5 separate regions of the Mus musculus genome follow, and all the other regions are linked to region 1. The links are chromatin contacts, called in public ChIA-PET and HiChIP or PLAC-seq maps. All regions are on one chromosome and are shown on one strand. The core of a region is the stretch at or near the end of the contact, and the rest is flanking DNA. Distances in the headings are between cores, read along the strand shown.

What was found. ChIA-PET counts read pairs in DNA pulled down with a chosen protein or histone mark. HiChIP or PLAC-seq counts read pairs in DNA pulled down with a chosen protein or histone mark.
Region 2: a contact with region 1 is called in an H3K27ac ChIA-PET map of liver, with 16 times the contacts expected there. The contact joins two enhancer-like sites. A contact is called at or near these places in 1 of 39 promoter capture datasets (liver), 2 of 15 datasets of contacts at CTCF or cohesin (both in the NIH/3T3 cell line), 39 of 484 Hi-C or Micro-C datasets (the AML12 cell line, B cells, the C2C12 cell line and 21 more) and 19 of 115 datasets of contacts at active chromatin or transcription factors (CD8 T cells, the NIH/3T3 cell line, T-cell acute lymphoblastic leukemia and 13 more).
Region 3: a FOXA1 HiChIP or PLAC-seq map of pancreatic cancer cells shows a contact between it and region 1. The contact joins two enhancer-like sites. A contact is called at or near these places in 1 of 15 datasets of contacts at CTCF or cohesin (the NIH/3T3 cell line) and 1 of 115 datasets of contacts at active chromatin or transcription factors (pancreatic cancer cells).
Region 4: a contact with region 1 is called in an HNF4G HiChIP or PLAC-seq map of pancreatic cancer cells. The contact joins two enhancer-like sites. A contact is called at or near these places in 3 of 484 Hi-C or Micro-C datasets (B cells, bone marrow-derived macrophages and centroblasts) and 5 of 115 datasets of contacts at active chromatin or transcription factors (acute myeloid leukemia, fibro-adipogenic progenitors, large pre-B cells and 2 more).
Region 5: a contact with region 1 is called in a FOXA1 HiChIP or PLAC-seq map of pancreatic cancer cells. The contact joins two enhancer-like sites. A contact is called at or near these places in 4 of 484 Hi-C or Micro-C datasets (DN3 thymocytes, bone marrow-derived DN3 thymocytes, epidermal suprabasal cells and 1 more), 3 of 115 datasets of contacts at active chromatin or transcription factors (embryonic stem cells, microglia and pancreatic cancer cells) and 1 of 9 other capture datasets (embryonic stem cells).

The regions. Positions count from the first base shown.
Region 1 is chr5:64,365,733-64,369,347 of GRCm38.p6, reverse strand. No RefSeq gene overlaps it. Among named protein-coding and RNA genes, the nearest start is that of Gm43837, 10 kb to the left of the region's middle. Within about 2 kb of position 1,712, at least 85 of the 459 cell types and tissues checked have an H3K27ac peak or open chromatin away from gene starts, as enhancers often do. A contact at or near this core is called in liver, muscle stem cells, pancreatic cancer cells and 2 more, where this site is marked.
Region 2 is chr5:64,860,414-64,864,028 of GRCm38.p6, reverse strand. No RefSeq gene overlaps it. Among named protein-coding and RNA genes, the nearest start is that of Gm31889, 17 kb to the left of the region's middle. Within about 2 kb of position 2,003, at least 182 of the 459 cell types and tissues checked have an H3K27ac peak or open chromatin away from gene starts, as enhancers often do. A contact at or near this core is called in liver, muscle stem cells, pancreatic cancer cells and 2 more, where this site is marked.
Region 3 is chr5:64,749,573-64,753,187 of GRCm38.p6, reverse strand. No RefSeq gene overlaps it. Among named protein-coding and RNA genes, the nearest start is that of Gm26761, 52 kb to the right of the region's middle. Within about 2 kb of position 2,022, at least 35 of the 459 cell types and tissues checked have an H3K27ac peak or open chromatin away from gene starts, as enhancers often do. A contact at or near this core is called in pancreatic cancer cells, where this site is marked.
Region 4 is chr5:64,665,318-64,668,932 of GRCm38.p6, reverse strand. No RefSeq gene overlaps it. Among named protein-coding and RNA genes, the nearest start is that of Gm26761, 32 kb to the left of the region's middle. Within about 2 kb of position 1,777, at least 33 of the 459 cell types and tissues checked have an H3K27ac peak or open chromatin away from gene starts, as enhancers often do. A contact at or near this core is called in pancreatic cancer cells, where this site is marked.
Region 5 is chr5:64,622,311-64,625,925 of GRCm38.p6, reverse strand. No RefSeq gene overlaps it. Among named protein-coding and RNA genes, the nearest start is that of Gm3716, 13 kb to the right of the region's middle. Within about 2 kb of position 1,560, at least 53 of the 459 cell types and tissues checked have an H3K27ac peak or open chromatin away from gene starts, as enhancers often do. A contact at or near this core is called in pancreatic cancer cells, where this site is marked.

The sequences.
Region 1 (3,615 bases), core at 463-2,962:
GTGTATTGGCATTTTGCCTGAATGTAGATATGTGTGCCGTATCTGTGGGGGCCAGAAAAGTGCACTAGATCCCTGATACTGTGTGGAAATCAAACCCAGGTCTTCTGGAAGAACAGCTAGTGTTCTTAATTTCTGAGTTATCTCTCTAGCCCCCTTTCTTCTTTTTCTTTTCCTTCCTTCCTTCCTTCCTTCCTTCCTTCCTTCCTTCCTTCCTTCCTTCCTTCCTCCCTCCCTCCCTCCCTCCCTCCCCCCTCTCTTTCTTTCTTTCTTTCTTTCTTTCTTTCTTTCTTTCTTTCTTTCTTTCTTTCAAGACAAGATCTCTCCGTAGTCTGGGCTGTCCTGGAGCACTCTATGTAGACCAAAGTGACCTTGAACTCACAGAGATCTGCTTACCTCTGCCTCCTGAGTTCTGGGATTAGAGGTTGGCACCATTACACTCACCTAGCTCATTTTGTTTTTAACATGTGCTCTAGGGGACCAAATTCCTGTCCTCACACTTATACAGCAAGCAGGTTGCCAACAGAGCCATCTCCCCAGACCTGACGCAGGTGCAGTTGGAAACCCTCTCTGAGGATGTATCCTGTGAGCACAGATGGAATAAAAGGAGTAGCTTGTAGTTTATACTACCATGAAGATGACCATGAATCACACTCCTGTGAATAAATCTTTGTGTATGCTTCTGATGGGTTCTTTGAATCTATTTCTGGTGCGGAGTTAATGAGTCAGAAGAGCAAATGTTTTAAGGGTCTCGCTTGAAACAATGTGCTGAAGCCTCTCCTGTTATTGAGCCTTCTCTTTAGAGCTAAAAAGAAGCAATTATCAAAGACCTAGATTTCAAGGCATTTTAAGTATGTACTTAACCTTTTGTCATGTTAAAGATTTCAGGGGCATTTATACCAGTCTCTCTGAGCCTGGCTGTGGCCACGATCCTATGCAGTCCTTTCATCCTCTAGTTCCACACCCCTCCATGCCATTCTTTATGCTAGAGCTGGGTTAGGTCATGGAATTTTAGTGTGAGAAACGACCCAGATGATAACAAGTCCACCCCATTTGCTAGTTGGGAAAACTGAGACCCAGAGATACTCCTGAACTGCTCAAAGCCTCATGGTAAGTTCTTCCTGGTCTATAAAGGCTCACTCTCCTGGTTTCTGCTTCTGCAACAGAGTCAGTGGTAAGTGAAACATCCATGTGGTGTCTCATGGTGTACAAACGGCAGGCAGAAGTTTAGAGCCAATGTCACAGATACAGCTTGCCAGATTCACCTGTCCTGCAGGTGGCGGTGAACATTAATGTCACTAGATAGTAGATGTGGTCATAGGACAGTGATGGGTAATGTGACATTCAAATGTTAGTGATGACCACTGGTGACAGAGCAAGAGACGTCCCCACATCAGATATGGGTCCCCGTGGGAAAGGTCACTGGTAAGGCCACCATGGCCTTGGGACCTGTGGGCCTGAACAGAAGACCTCAATGGAAAGAGGCTGGTTTTTAGCCCATAAGAATCCCTGCAGCTGGGGAAGGAGTCACATAAGGCCACCCTGAGGCACAGAGACTCTTCAGCCCAAGTCAGGGGATAGACAGAGAAAGCTGCCCGGCTGGAGGCCTCTGACAGGGTCAGCTTTCATGGGCTGCCAGGTCTCTCCAGGGAGGCCAGCTGCCCAGCCCAAAAGGCTTGGGCCACCCTGACACGTGAGAGAAGACTCTTGTTCTGTCACCGCTCTCCTCGCTGGGCTGCGTTCCAGGCATGCAGGGGAATGGCGCCCAGCAAGGGGAGGAGGTGAGCTGAGAGAGGGGAGGAGGAGGAGCAAGCTTCCCAGGGCAGACTTCCAGGAGGAGGGAGTCAATGCCAAGAGAGAAAAGAGAAGATTTAAGGTTAACTCCGGTTCGGTGTTTAACTATTACTTTAGACTTGAAAAGCTAAAATCTGAAAGAAGGCTTTTTTTTTCCAATTCAAAGGCTTTTTTTTTTTTAATTGCCTCAACCCAACCCAGAAGTTGTAAGCCTGACTTAGTCATTGAGGGGGACAGCAGAGTTCTCCCTGTTGTAGATAACACTTAAAATGACATCAGGAGACTGTTATGTTTCTCATTGCTCTGATAGACTCCCTAACAAAAGAAACCTAAGAAGAAAAGTTCATTGGTAGGGAAGCATGCGATCTGTTGTGGCAGGAAAGGCAAGGCAGGAGACCGTGGTCAAGAAGCAGAGAGATGGAAGCTGGTGCTCAGCCTCCCCCACCCCACCCCACCTCACCCCCACTTTGCCTTTTCAGTCCAGGACCCTAAGAGATGGTGCTTCCCACATTTAGGGCTATTTTCTTCTCAGTTAGCCCTTTGGGGAACACAGTCACAGAGTGGCTCCTATGTAATTCTGAATCCGGCCAAGGTGAGAATGAAGATTACCATAACAGAGACCCACAAAACTCAGGTTTCTGCCCCTATTGCTTTCATGGGGGTAAATTTGTAATAGTTAAGTGATGATAGATAGATAGATAGATAGATAGATAGATAGATAGATAGATAGACAGACTGATGGAAGACAGATAGACATGCCTCCTGCCAACTGCCCCTGCCTCATGTTTTTCTGATGCTGCGGTTACACATGAGGTTGACTTGAGCTGCTTTCTGGCTGTCTTTTTTACACACAGTAGAGTTTCAAAACTAACCCTTTTCTGCGAACTGGTCTCTCACTCTACTTTCGTGCACTAAGCTACGAGCCAAAGTAATGTTTAGACTCCTCTTCCAAGTTTCAGCTGAATGTTGCATTTCTTAAAAGTTTTTTTTTCTTTTTCCTAAAATCTTTTCTTCTTTTAGAGCCCCAGCAACTTGCATGACCAAGGTCAGTGTCACTCGGAAGGCAAGCTTAACTCACAACTGCATCCACCAACTTGTGTCTGTAAGCCATAGAGCTCCATGTTCTCTCAAGCCCTCCAGGGCCTTCCCCAGTCGTCCACTCCTCAGTCATCCATTCGGTCGCTGTTGGGCAGCCTGCCCTTCCTTTACAATTATTCTTCAGAGTTCTGGAGTGCACATCAGGAAGCTGACTGACAGTCACTGCTCTCACCCCACCCAGGATCGTGCGGATGTAGAGTTACCTCAAGCAGGATGATCCTGGCCTTGTATTCAGGATACACCAGAACAGGAGTGCTGTGGCTTGAGTGTTCTCCCTGAAAGTCATGCCAAAACTTAATTCCCGTTGTGTGGTGTTACGAGAGCAGAAACCTAATACGACAGCCTTTGGAGGGTGGGACATTTGGAAGCTAAGGTTAAATGAGATCAAGTGATGGAGCCCTCATCCAGTAGAACTGTGGCATTATGGCACAGGACAGACCTGAGCACACATGTTTACATTCAGTCCTTTTCACTAGGAGCAGGGCTCTCACTCTGTACTGACTCACCACAGAGACTCACCAGATGCCAGTGCTCCCCACATCCCTACTCCACTCCTACTCTTCACAGAAGCTCCAAGCAGATTCATAGTACCTTAGGGTGAGGATTATAGATTATTTCCTTGCTACTTTCAGCTTCAGAGCCTCAGCCAGCCTTGCCCTGGTACCTTCCAATACACAGGTGCACGTGAGCGTTAATATAGGACCAGAGAAAGGACCGGTGATCTCA
Region 2 (3,615 bases), core at 754-3,253, 490 kb before region 1:
AGATGATGTTCCAACTGGTAATAAGAACACATGCTCCACTATGTTTATAGCAGCCTTATTTATAATAGCCAGAAGCTGGAAAGAACCCAGATGCCCCTCAACAGAGGAATGGATATAGAAAATGTGCTACATTTACACAATGGAGTATTACTCAGCTATTAAAAACAATGAATTTATGAAATTCCTAGCCAAATGGATGGATCTGGAGGGCATCATCCTGAGTGAGGTAACCCAATCACAAAAGAACTCACATGGTATACACTCACTGATAAGTGGATATTAGCCCAGAAACTTAGAATACCCAAGAAGATACAATTTACAAAACACATGAAACTCAAGAAGAAGGAAGACCAAAGTGTGGACACTTCCCCCCTTTTTAGAATTGGAAACAAAACCCCCATGGAAGGAGTTATAGAGACAAAGTTTGGAGCTGAGATGAAAGGATGGACCATCCAGAGACTGCCCCACCCGGGGGTCCACCCCATAATCAGCCACCAAACGCAAACATTATTGCATACGCCAGCAAGATTTTGCTGAAAGGACCCTGATATAGCTGTCTCTTGTGAGGCTATGCCGGGGCCTAGCAAACACAGAAGTGGATGCTCACAGTCAGCTATTGGATGGAACACAGGGCCCCCAATGGAGGAGCTAGAAAAAGTACCCAAGGAGCTGAAGGGGTCTGCAACCCTATAGGTGGAACAACAATATGAACTAACTAGGACCCCTAGATCTCATGTCTCTAGCTGCATATGTATCAGAAGATAGTCTAGTCTGCCATCATTGGAAGAGAGGCTCCTTGGTCTTGCAAACTTTATATGCCCCAGTACAGGGGAACGCCAGGGCCAAGAAGTGGGAGTGAGTGGGTGTGTGTGGGGGGAGGGTATGGGGGACTTTTGGGATAGCACTGGAAAGGTAAATGAAGAAAATACCTAATAAAAATTAAAAAAAAAAAAAAAGACCTTCATCCTAGCTGCCTAGAAGCCAGTCTTCTTTCGGGATAGCATTTGAAATGTAAATGAAGTAAATACCTAATAAAAAAATTGGAAAAATAAATAAATAAAAGGGCCACCGGCTTAGGACAGGTCTGGAACAGGGAAGCTTCTGTAGAGACCAAGCCATTCACCCTCCCCAGGTATGGCTCAGACGTGTCCAAACTTCAAGCCCATGACCCACATGTACCCAGGATATGCGGGTCATATGTATGAATGCAGCCCAGCTCAAAATCTTAGTTACTTCAAGCATTCTAAGATCATTTACAATTAAAAAACAAAACAAAAAAAAAAATCAACTCTATTGTGTGGTTCTGGAGGCAGCGCAATCCCTGGGGTACTTGGCACCCCAGACTTTCTGGGGTTAGAGAAACACTGCAAGACCGTGTGAAGTTCCCATGTCAACTTTTTAGGGCTCCATGTTCACCCACACCCACAGCCATTGTCACCCAAAGGTTTTAAGCCCTATGTAAATGTTGATCACACAAATCTGTCTTCCCGGGCCTGACTGTCTGAGCGCTGTCTGGGGGTGCTCCAAGTTGCTACTTTGGATTCAAGCCAAAAAAGACCGAGTCGGTTGCATGAGAAAACAGATGGTCTACGACTGTAACAGCAACAAGGCTGGGAGTGAATCCCAGCTTTGAGGGCTTTCGTTTTGGGGATTTCTCTATCTGGAGAAGATATAAAATACAGAAAAGCACAGTTCTTGGTGCGTCCTGCAAGTGAGGTCTTACAGGGACCTCCAGTGTGGGATGGATGTTCCCGGAACAATAAGAGTGTGGAGAGTGACCCAGAGGCCTGGTGATGGGATTGAAGGTGGGCTAGCCTGGCTTTAGGGTCTTGTTGTAGGTGTAGGAGAAGCAGGTGTCGGACTTGAGGGACCTTCCAGACCTTGGCAAGATTGCGCAATGGTTTGAAGGAAACAAACTGGATGCCCCGCCAGTTCCCAGAACAGTCTGAGAAGCTCTGTGAGGACCTCGGACTCTTGTGGTTAGAGAGAGACTTCCGGACGAAGGCTTGGGCCTGGGAGTAGGAGTTTGAACTAGAGCTTGCTCCACCCCCACCCCACCCTGCTTCCAGGTATTACAGGGAGAACCAGAGGGCAAAGTCCAAACGGAGCTGAAGCATGAAGAAACGCTTTAGGAATCCACAGCCAGAAAGCATCCACTGTTTCAATTAGCTTCAGTTTGATTCGATCGGACAGCTATTCCTAAATGGGTACTGTGTGCCAAGTGCAGGGCTGGAATATAGCAACGAGGAGACAGACAGACCCTGCCACATGTTAGATTTCTAACTTACAGGGAGAGACAGACGAAAACACAAGTATGTTGCTATTTAGTTTTCAACAGTCCTGTGCGCCACGGGACAGCTGTGACATTGCCTCTAGGGACAGAGCTGCTTTGTGGCTCCCACCCCATCCGTGGATCTGCTGGCCCCAGAAGCAAAGTGGTAGCCAGTTAGCCACTGGCTCCTCAGCCCCTCCCTATACTTACTGCTTCCTCCAGCTCAGCGGTGATTTTGAAAGCTGGTTTTTTTTCTCTCTCTCTCAATCGAACCTGGTTTTTCCAGTTTCTCTTGGCAGAAACTCTGGTCTGCATCCTACACAGAAGTAGAAATCTCCTCTTTCACTTTCATGTATTTCTTTCTTGTTTGGTTGTGTGTGTGTTATTGTTATGTGTGTGTGGTGTATGTGTGTGTGTTGCTGCTATGTGTGTGTTGTTGTTGCTGCTGCTGTTGTTTTAAGACACAATTGCACATGAATGTAATATCTTTACACAAGATTTTAAAAGTACTTGGGACCACAAGAATCCTCCTTGCCCTTGCTTCCTTGAGTTCTCACTGCTGCGACTCTCTCCCAGGCCGTGTCATCCGTGACTGCCCTGTTCCTCTCTTGGAACTTTGGTAGCTAGGGAGAAAGGAGGCGGCTTAACCTGGTGGGTGAACTTGGCAGCAAGCTGAGGGCAAGCTCAGCTTAAACTTTCACTTTCTTGCTATCTGCAAGAAACACCAACCCTCCTCTGTGCATGCACCCCTCCCCCACGTGGCTAGCAGTAAGTGAAGGACTTCTTCAGCTTTCCCCACTGGTTACCTCTTTTAGCTGGAGAAAATTTTATGCAGCCCTGGATATACAAATATATAAAATAAGGATACAATCTAAACATGGACAGAAAATTAATCATAAAGAAATGTATTTTAAAGCAATTATTTGGTCTGTGTGTCATTTTGCCACTTGTTAAAGATGAGTGTAATCCTTTCCATCAGCAAGATGCATGCACTTACTTATTTTTACATAAATAATTAAATCTTGGCTGAATATTTGATGCTGCAAAACATAAACTATCTTTGACATTTTTTAAATCGGTTGATATTTTGATTTATAGCCATTAATGCCAAGAATTCCGCCCCCCCCCTTTGCATGCATATATACTATAAAAATGGAATACGTATGTTTAGGATCATCTTAGAAACTGTTGGAAACATCTTTCCTAACTCCGAGTCAAAATTCACTTAGTGATTTTTAAATAGAACCCAAGCCAGCGACTCAAATGACAATTTTAAAAATCAAATACTTTGGGCCAGTGAGACGGCTCAGTGTCTGACTGCCTGAGTAAGATTCTCTGGATTC
Region 3 (3,615 bases), core at 773-3,272, 380 kb before region 1:
TTACATGTTTACAGGTTGAGCAAACAATGTGTGTGGCCCAAGAGGGCTCAGGATCTGTTCCCTGAATGCCCAGTGAACTAACTTGTTCAGCTGAAGGGGAGACTTGGAGGTATCAGGTGGTTTCAATGTGATACACATATATAAATGCACACGTATGCTTATATTACATAAGCATATATGTGTGTATGGGCTTATATTGAATATCAGTGTATCACCTTGTAATGGAGTAGGGAAGATTAGAGATATTATAATTCAACTGAGGCTAATTAGACAAGCTCAGGTCATTGATCCATCTCTGTACCATGTGTATTATATGTGACATACTCAATATATGACTTTATGGTTTTGGTGTTTCCTACATAAATGATAAATTGACAGAAGTTAACACTACCATCATAGGTCCATCATAAGCTCCACTCTTTTTAAATATTTTCAAATGTATTTAATCTTAATTAATTAACTAATTAATTAATTAATGTGAGTCTATGTGAGTATATGGCTTGTATGTATAGGTACCCAAAAATGTTAGAAGTGTGGGTCAGGGGGTTGTGAGTCACCTGATGTGGGTCCTGGGGACAGAACTCAAGGTGTCATGTAAGCCATTTTTCTAACCTCTAAACTACTTTCTTTAGAGAAAAACAAATAAACAAACAAAACTACAGTTAAACAACTATGTGCTATGTTCTCCTATTCCAGTGTTATGTCCCCTAGGAGAGGGGATAGAACCTTGTTTGTTTCGGTATTAGTGTGGTTTGGTTGTTGTTTCAGCAGACATGGTCTTGCAATGTTGTCTACCTAGCCTCAGACTTTTGTTGTTTGTTTGTTTCTTTGTTTGTGTATTTGAGGTTTCTCTGGGTAGCCCTGGCTGTCCTGGAACTCACTCTGTAGACCAGGCTGGCCTCAAACTCACAGAGACCTGCCTGCCTCTGCCTCCCAAATGCTGGGATTAAAAGTGTTTGCCACCACTCCCTGGTATGGTCTCAGACTCTAATATGCAATCCTTCTGTCTCAGCCTCCTGAGTAGCTGGGGCTACAGGTGCTGGACCATGCGGTGGGTTGGCTTTGTTTTGCTTTTGCTTTGCTGAGCCTGAGCATCAGGCCCGGGTGCTCAGGCATGCCAGCTTTCTTTCTCAGTTTGTCATCTACTGTCATTCAGTGAGGAGTCATGAGTGGCATTAGTCAGGAGCCACAGGTCACACCCTCACCCGATCTCTTTCCCTGGTTTGTTTCTCTCAGATGATCTCCCTCTCTCTTCTATGTTTGCTTTTCAGGGACAATGAAAACCCCGAGAGCGGTCCTCAGGCTGAGGACAGTTTAAATGCATTGGAAACAGGGCAGTCACTCATCCTTCCAGCTTGATAAGACAAAAAGGTGACTGCTTGGGGGCAGGGTCTCTCCTTTCTCTCCCTACTTTAGGCAGGCTTTAGGATGAGTTGCCCCTGGCGTTCTTAGAGGTAGGTAGCGTCAGGGCACAGGTTTGGTTTCCTGGCCTCCTTTGGGGTGACTTTAAATATGATGTCTTGTTAGTTTTGTGGACCAGGCTTCCCCCTTTGGAGTGAGGGGAAGCTCATTTGGGTGCCTCTGCTTCTATGACAATGACACCAGGGTTTGGCACTCCTTGTCTCTGGCCGTTCTGTCCTGGACTAATGTCACTGTCTCTCGAGCTGTTGTCACCAAAGCCTGTGTGGTGACTTTGGTGCACTTTGAGCCAGGGCAGCGTGGAATAACTTCCTGAAGGATTGCTTCCTTCCCCCGGGGAAGGGTACAGCTGTGCCAGTACCCTGTATCATCCAAGTCTCATTTCCTTATTTATAAATCAGCCTCTGATTGCCTCTGAAATGCCTCCTGCTTGCATAGCCTGTGAGCTAAAGGAGGCTAAAGCACAGGTATGCTGGTGGATATCTGAATTCCCAATACTGGGGAGGGAGTCAGAGGCAAGGGAGATTGTTGTGAGTTCCAGGCTGGCCATGAACATGATTTGATCCTACCTCAAAACCACGAGTAAGAAGTTTCAAAACCATGTCCATGGGATGTTTAAAGTGCCGTGTGTATGACTACCACAGATCAGTCACTGTGCAAATGTACAAGTTATTGTGAGGACAGAAATTTTTGGACTGTGGCCAGGAGGCTTGCAAAAGATTAGATAGATCCCAGGAAAATGACACTTGCTCCCTTCGTGTTTGTGTGTGTGTGTGTGTGTGTGTGTGTGTGTGTGTGTGTGTGTGTGTGTGTGTGAGAGAGAGAGAGAGAGAGAGAGAGAGAGAGAGAGAGAGAGAGAGATCTTTGAAGTTGATGAAGGGCTAAGAATGCCTGGTACACTGGAAGCAATAAGCAGTGTGTGATGTCAAGATCAAGGGCTCTGATGGGCAGGGCCCTTCATTTACCTGTTTCTGGTACTTGATGCTGGTATATGGGTTTTTGATGAGAACTTCTTATTATCAGTAAGTCTTGTGACTTGGCATTACCTCAAGGACACCATCATATGCTGTATGTAATAACAGTGTATTGATGACATACTCTTGTTTCCCATAATAGATTTGGGCGTGTCTGATAAGGACTGACTCAGGATGGGCAGGTCTTTCTCTATTACCCAGATACTGAGACTGGCTTTGGTCTGCAGTTGCTATACAGGTTCATCGCACCTGCCGTCTCTCTGATTCTATTACATGTGGATTCTTGGCAGTGCCATCTCAGTTTAGGGCTTCTCAATCTGGCTTCTCTGGGTCTCTCTGGGTATTTGAGAAATCCTTGCAGATCCTTGCAGAATTAGATATATATGAGTGCATTTCCATAGGAGCAAGGCCAGCCAGAACAAAGGGATAAAAGGGATGCAGCTGGAAGTGGTAACATGTATATAATCACAGCACTGGGAAGACTGAGGCAGGAGGATGGTTCTGAGTTTGAGGTCAGCCTGAGTTACCATGTGCTCCAGGCATCTTGGGTTACAGAGTAAGATCTTATCTCAAAGTGAACAACAAAACAACAATGAATAAAAAACAAAACAAAATGGCAAGAACAATGCCACCGAAGGTGTCCCCAGCTAGGGAGGAATGGAAGGGACTTCATAAGATTAAAATATAAAGGTTTAACCTTAACACAGACATCCCCAGCACTGATAGAGCGATCACAGCACTTACACACACACACACACACACACACACACACACACACACACACACCCGCTCCTCCGGTAACTAGCAATGCAATGGTTTTCATGGTTTCAGAGCAGCTGTCTAGGACTGAGCCCAGGGTAGCTGAGGCCTAAGCATGCTTGATGAGTAACTGTGAAGACTCGGCACGTTCTTTGTCCTTAGAAAGGGGGACTGTTTTGGTTTTCCCCCTCAAGAAACGTACGCGTCATAGGACAGTTTCCAGGGAAAGAGAGAAACCGACTTTAACGGCAGCAATGTAAGAGTATCAAGTCAAAGTTTCAGGGTGCGACTTTAAAATTATTTTCATTAAGACTTTTTTTTTTTTTTAAGGAAAAGGAAAAAGGGCTTCTTTCCCAGCTTTTGTTTGTGAGAGAATAACTCCTTTATGCCTGGCTTTGCCTCTAGGCTAGCACGGGGCTGCAGTGCCACACCCTAGGGCGGGTTTTGGCTCAGGTCAGTCTTC
Region 4 (3,615 bases), core at 528-3,027, 300 kb before region 1:
GTGTGTAAATACATATATATATATACACACATACATGTGTACTTGCACACACATGCACACAAGACAAACCTATTTTATTCTTAATTTCAAAGTAATATTATATCAGTACATCCGCTTACATATAAAGCTAAAGTTGTCACTGATGGCTAACCCAATCTTGGGATGCTTACTGGTTTATATTTGCATACAAACACATCATGACATTGCATACATATTGTGTTACTTTTCAACCTATTAGTCATTGATCAATAAATAGCTTTCCTATTGGTTCGAGTCACGTGTTAGCCATTTTAACTCACAGCTATAACTTCATTCACTAAAACCTGCATTCCAACTATTGGTAATCTGTACCACTAAAGTGCCTGGGCGGCTTTCACCTGCTGCTCCATATTAACCCCGTATGGCAATGCATGGCTGTTGATGCTCAGGCTTCGCCCTGGGCATTGGCGTCAGACTCTTGGGGTGGAAGCCATACCCAAGCATCTATAATTTTAAAAGATGGCCAGACGAGAGCCTGCGTTTAATCCCTAGAACCCAGAGTCCATGTAAAGGTGGAAGGAAATAACTAAGTACACAGAGCACTATGGCATGTAATTCCTCATCATGTACACACACACACACACACACACACACACACACACACACACACAGAGTTATACTAAGTTTAAAAACGTTTTAAAAGGTAGCGGGTGGCTCAAATTCAGAGGCAAGTTTGGGAATCTAAGGCTTAGATGCCACCCGGGGAACCCATATCTTCAAGCCTGACTTCTGGCGGCCTCCTGGTCCAGTCCACAGCTAGAGAGAGGCCTTGGATATGTCTCACAGCCAGGCTCTTTGAGGCTGAACCTTTGTCCCCATAGATTGGGAGACTCTGTTCTTCACTTATAGCTGCTACTGACCAGAAGAGTGGAGAAAAAGCTTTTCAGTGCAATCACTGATATTTTGAAAGAGATAATCCTTTTCATTTCAACCACCAATATAACTTTAAGAAGAGCAACTGGACTGTATATGAAAGCTTTAAACTGTTGTAATTTTACTATTAAAAAATTTCTCATTCAAAGAGATTTATTTCCCTAAACTCTGGACCACCCACTGGTGCATAGCTGTATCCTGTAAATGGGTTGGTGAGAACACAGAAGTCATGAGTAGAATTCAGTGTGGGATGACAGGTGCTCTGTGTAGGGAAAAAAAGGCTAACACTTGATAGTGTGATGGGGGAGGGGAGAGAGTGTGAACAGCAAGAACAAAGCTCATTGTAGACAAATTCATGTCCAAATACTGGCTCCACCCCTGTGTTTACAGCCTAGTTATTTCATACTTTGAGATTCTTCATCTATAAAATTAGTAAACTATCACCCACATTGTATATGTGTTCTGATGTTGGGGTGTGTGTGTGTATGTGTGTTTGGATGTTAAGTGGAAACTAGAGGCTGACAACAGAATTTCTTCCTCAGTTGCCTTAGTTTCTGCCAATGGTCTTGAAGCTTACTATTTTAGCTAGATTAGCTGGCCAGTGAGTCCTTGGGGTCCTCCCATCTCTGCTCTCCCAGCTCTGGGAGGCTACAGATGTACAGCATCACATCTGGCTCTTATCTGGTTCTGCAGAATCCAAATGACTGCAAACATAAACCAAGCACCACTTCCATGATCAAGCTTTGTCCCTCCAGGAACTGCCCTCCTCGGCCTTGTGAGTCGATGGTTCATCTTCACCCTTCCTTAGGCAAGATGAGCTGGAACGTGGCAATGCACAGCTGTGTGTGATAACCCTTCCAGAACATTCTCAGATGCATTCCCCAAGTGTTACTCAATGGGCTGGGTTAAGGGTGGGGCAGATGCTGGCAGAGGGTCACAACAAATTAAAGTGTCTTGAGAAATATATGAAAGAGGCACTCAACTGACAAGATGGTAGGTTCCAGATGTCTTGGTCTTTCCCTCCCTTCCTTCCTTCCTTTGTTCCTCCCTCCTTCTTTCCCTCCCTCCCTCCCTCCCTCCCTCCCTCCCTCCCTCCCTCCCTCCCTCCCTCCCTTCCTTCCTTCTTTCCTTCCTTCCTACCTACTTTTTTTTTAAAGACAGTGTTTCTCTGAGTAGCACTGGCTGTCTTGTAGCTTGCTCCATGGACCAGGGTGGCCTCAAACTCAGAGATCTCTACCAGGTCTTTCTTCCTGAGTGCTGGAATTAAAGATATGCCACACCATGGTCTGCATCTTGGTCTTTTCTAGAGGGTTAAATGAAGTAATATCAAGACAGGCTGTGGCATGGGTTAGAGGCATACATTTCTCAGAAAACCAATTTCTGGAAAGATGGTGCTGTGTAGTTGCAGGAAACTTAGAAGGATATGTTTTTATTGTTTCTTGAAAGAAAAAAAAAGGAGGTTATATGAGTGGAAATTTTTGGAAAGGAGTCAGGGAAGGAGAAACAGATGCAGGGTCATGACCTACCAAATAAAACTGTTATTCCAGGAACTTCAGCAGGCAAAAGCCACTCTGCATGGAGAGCACTGTGGTCCGATAGAGCCTCAGCTTCATGTGCAGGGGACCTTTCTGCCCTAGTGTCCCTGCCTGAGATTACAGGCAGAGTCTTCATAGAGGTCAGTGAGTTAAGATGAGGTCACTGAGATGGCCCTAATTCCGTTTGACTGCTGTGCTCGGAAGAAAGTTTGGATGCAGACACTCACAGAGAAGGACCTTATGGGAAAGAGAGGCTGCCACCTGCAAGCAGAGGGGGACATGGGGAGAGGATGGCCCCTGCAAGCTGAGGACAGAAAACCAGGTCTGCTGATTCCTTCATCTTGGACTTGGAACCTTCAGAACTGTAAGGAAAAAAGCCAGCTTTCCTTGATTTAAGTCCCCTACCCCACACTACCACAGCCATGTGTGGCAACCCAAGGCAAAGTACTCTAGCAACTGAGAAGAGACCAGTGGTCTGGCTCCTGCCAGTGCTTCAGTGACTGTCTCTCCCTCGGCCATTCTTTCTCATTTGTCTGCCACAAGTTCCCCAAAGTGAAAGACTTTGAAGATCTATTTATTTACTTACTCTTAGGATTGAGTTAGTGATTGATAAACAGAAGTGAGTCTTCTACAGAAAGGTGGGTCCTAGTAAGCTGTGTGAGTCCTGTACGCCCCTGAGGCAGCCTTGGAGTGGGGCTCAGCGTCCCATAGTCTTCTTTGGGTGACAAGAACCATCTAGGCTTTACAGAGGATTGGAAGGGCAGGTAGTTCCAATAGGCATCAAACAGTAAATAACTTGATGGCCAACCCTTTCAAAGACTGGTCCGTGACTGTCTCCTCCAGCAGTGAATCCTGCTACACCCCCTACCCCCCAACCCTGGCATCATTTAATTGTTTGATGTTGTCAGTTTGATGTTTGATGTTGGGTCTAGTGATTCACCTCTGCTCTGGCCTGAAAAGCTTCAATCATCCAAGAGTCCCAATCATCCTCTTGGGAGTCCCTTGGAGGCTTATTCTCCTGCTAAGGAAACTAACCCCAAATATTTACCCAGTAGAAGTTGTAAACTTTGACTTTACCTGTCAAGGTGTATCTCTGTAAGAAGCAGGGGAAGCTAGGGCTTTGCCTTGTGGGAACTGCTCCCTCTGAGATCTGAGAACAATGTCCATT
Region 5 (3,615 bases), core at 311-2,810, 260 kb before region 1:
TCTACACAGGTGTGCAGGGGACTTCAAAGCCAGTGCCAGAAGGAGGTCGTTGGTGGTGGGGGGAGGGTTGGGGTGGGGATGGGGGCGTACAAGCAATAGCAATCCCACAGAGCAGCTGCTAATTCAGCTTTTGCCAGCCTGGCTTTGCCATTGATTTTGAAATCCCAGCATCTTTCTATAAGAGCCCTTCTCACTGAAGAAAATGGGGACTTTCCCATCCAACTGTGTGGTTTCAGATCTGAAAACCCTTCGCTAAAAGTGACTCTAGTAGAATGTTTGCCTAGGCAAATTCAGCAGGATATTAGGTTAGGTCACAGAGCCCACCACACTGGGTAATTCTGGGCCTGGCATGGCATCTTGTGGTAACACTAGCCATCAGCTGGAATTTCATAATGGAGAATATATGGAGCGTGTGGTCGGGTTAGCCTTGCTTCCATCCTGCAAACTCAATTACATTAGTGACTATGGCGTCCCCTTTTATGAGAGAGTGATGCTCTCTAATTGATCAATGTTCAGTAGGGCAAACACTTGGAGTTGTATTTTTTCCCCTCAATGTTATTGGGGTTGATAACTATTACCATACTGGGGGCAAACCCCTCCTTCCAAATGCTGCTGTGGAATTTTATTGAAAGCTGAGGGGGTGTTTATGCAGTTACCCTCTGGCTTCTTTTCCTCTTTAGTATTTTCAATGATTTGTGGCCCATGAATCACCGAAAATAAAGTTTTAAAACCCCCCAGAAACCAGTGGAAACACTTAGCACATTTCACACTAATTATACCCACCCCACTCCAGATCCCAAATGTTCATTGCTCTCAATTTGTCTACTTTTTTTCATTCGTTGACAATTTGGAAAGGTCCAGATTCAACTGCCTGTTCTGAGGGTAGGGTAACTGAAAGTCACTTCAGTAAAGGGAAGTCCTATTAGTTTTGGTTCAACCAGTCTCTCTCTTCCTCAGAAGATGGGAGCAATCCTTTCCACCCCCATTTTCATAGATTCACACATTGTTTAGATTCCTTAGATGTCTTCACTTTAAAGAAAGGTTATTTTAAATACTGGGACGTTTTTTCATGGAAAAATATATTTTAATATGATTTTTACAAATCAGAAAATGTAGAATGGTTAACGTAAACCCGGAGCCCTGGGGCACCCACCTTCAGACACTTTGTATCTTCCACGGCTTGCCACGAAGCTAATGACCTTCTTACTAGCAAACACCACACATAAAAATAAATAATAAAGACAGTACTTTGTGTAACCCAGGCTAGCCTCAAACTGTTTCTATAGCCGAGGATGACCTTACACTAATCTTCCTGCTTCTGCCTCTCAAATGCCAGCGTTACAGGCGTGTATCACCGTGTCTAGTTTATGTGGTATTAGGCACTGAACTGTGCTTCATGCATCCTAGGCAAGCGATTCATCAACGGAGCCCCAGTGTGGGTGTATCCTTGAGTCCTTCCTGAGGGCCCCCCTTTTTTTCTTTTTTTAGTTCCACACACTTCTGGTCATTTGTACTTGCACATTCTGGTATTGTTGCAGTGACTCAATCAATGATTAACAAAGGGGAACCCACTGGCCCTTTCCTGAGCAACTGATTTGAAGGCATTAGAATTCTTCAGGAAGGCTGTTACCTTTTCGTGGGAACCAACAAGAAGAGCCCCAGAAATCTGATTATTAGTGGGTACCAATCCTTCTCATCTTTCTCACCAGCCCCTTGTGCCAACAGCATTAGCTTTGGTTCTCTTTGGCCTGCAACTTTCTTTCTATAACAAACACACAGGATACAAAGTCAAAATGTGTTGGAAAGAAAAAAAAGGTCTGTTTCTGTCTTCCTCCGACATCCCACACACTGTTGACGGCTTTAGCACCACCAAAGTAGGCAGTGTCCTTCCTTATACCCACAGCCAGGACTAGCTATCACCACCAGCTCTTTGAACCTTAGCTAAGTCCAGGTGACATTTCTATCTGTGGGTCCACATCAGAGCAGAGGAGCCTGGGAACCTGGAAGCCGAGCACAGCAGGTGTAGGGGAGTGTGTGCGGGGGAGGGGTGGAGGTGGGTGGAGGAGGCTGGGCCTCTCCTGCTAGGCTGGGCACCTGTGTGGGCTGGTTCCTGGCTTGACCCAGTCACTGCAGGATACTGCCACAGCTGTTAGCTAGTTTACACAGCTCTGGAACATGCCGAAGGTTAGGATTTTTATAGAGGTTTGTGTGATGTTGATACACAATAGGTCCTTCTCTCTAAAGCCTAAAACACTGCAAATAGTGCACAAAACAGATCGCCTACTTTTCAGAGTCTGTGCTCCTAGTGTGACTCAGCAGAGGGATGGAGAGAGGGGGCTTGGGGTAGTTCAGCTGAATACTTTTAGTTAGTTTTGCCCAGTAAGTGTTCCACAGAGGTGTGCGGTAATGTGAGGTGGTGCAGGGACGGACGATCAAAATGTTAACATTGTGCCCGTTTCTTCCTTGTACAGTAAGATAAAGACAGGGTCAGCAATGTCTTAGATCTGGGATAGCATCCTCATAGATGTTTAGGACAAATTGATGCATTTTAAAAGATCTTCAATAGTAGAATAGTAGGGGGCTTTGGGGATAAAGCTCAATGAAAGAGCCGTTGCTACGCATCAGGCCTTTGGTGAGATCCCTACGACCACAGATAATGGGGTATGTGTGTGCTGGGGGTGGGGTAGGAGTGGGGGAGGGGTGGGGCGGTATCTAAAAGCAAGCCGAGCCGGGAGGTGGTGGTACAAGCAGTTAAGCCCAGCACTTGGGAGGAAGAGGCAAGCAGATCTCTGTGAGTTAGAGACCACTCTGACCTATAAAGCAAGTTCCAGCAAGAGCTGTTACACAGAAAAACCTTGTCCTGACAAACCAAACCAACCAAAAGCAAGCAAGCAACCACCACCAAAACAACAACAACAAAACCCCAACAAAACACCCTTTCCCCCCTCTGTGGAGATGCAGCCAGTGGAACATTGCTGACAGCATGTGAGAGGCCCTGGTTTGAATCTCAGGACTCCTCCCCCTCCAAAGAAAGAATAAAGGCAGAATAAAGGATATCCCTATGTCTAGTTGAGATGGAATAATAGGGATTAAGAAAATTATACAAAGCAACAGTGATGTGTTTATAAAAACGATAAAGAGATAAGGACTATGTCCTATAGGGGTGTGGTGAGGTATAGTCTCAGCGGGCCCACACTGAAGCATCCCTTCTTCTGAGGGCCCAGCCACACAACACACAATGGTATAGTATGGAAGAGAGTTTATTCAGAGCATGGGGAGGGGAGCTAAGAGGGCAGTAGAGGCAGAGAAAGAGAGAGAGAATGGAGAAGTAGAGGCCAGCCATGACCAAGTGGAGAGAGGGGGGAAGGGAATGGGGAAAGGAGGGGGAAAGGGAAGAGCCCAAGAGGGCAAGAGAGAACAAGAGATCAAGAGAGAGGGGCGGGGGGCGGGATAAACAGCCCCTTTCATAGTGGGTCAGGCCCACCTGGCAACAGCCAGGTAACTGTGGGGTGGAGTTTAGACAGAATGCTACTCACAGTATTTAGGATACTCAACATCAGGCCATGGACTATAGCGACCATGCTCCCTCTCAGGATTGGTGCAGGCTGAGTGGTT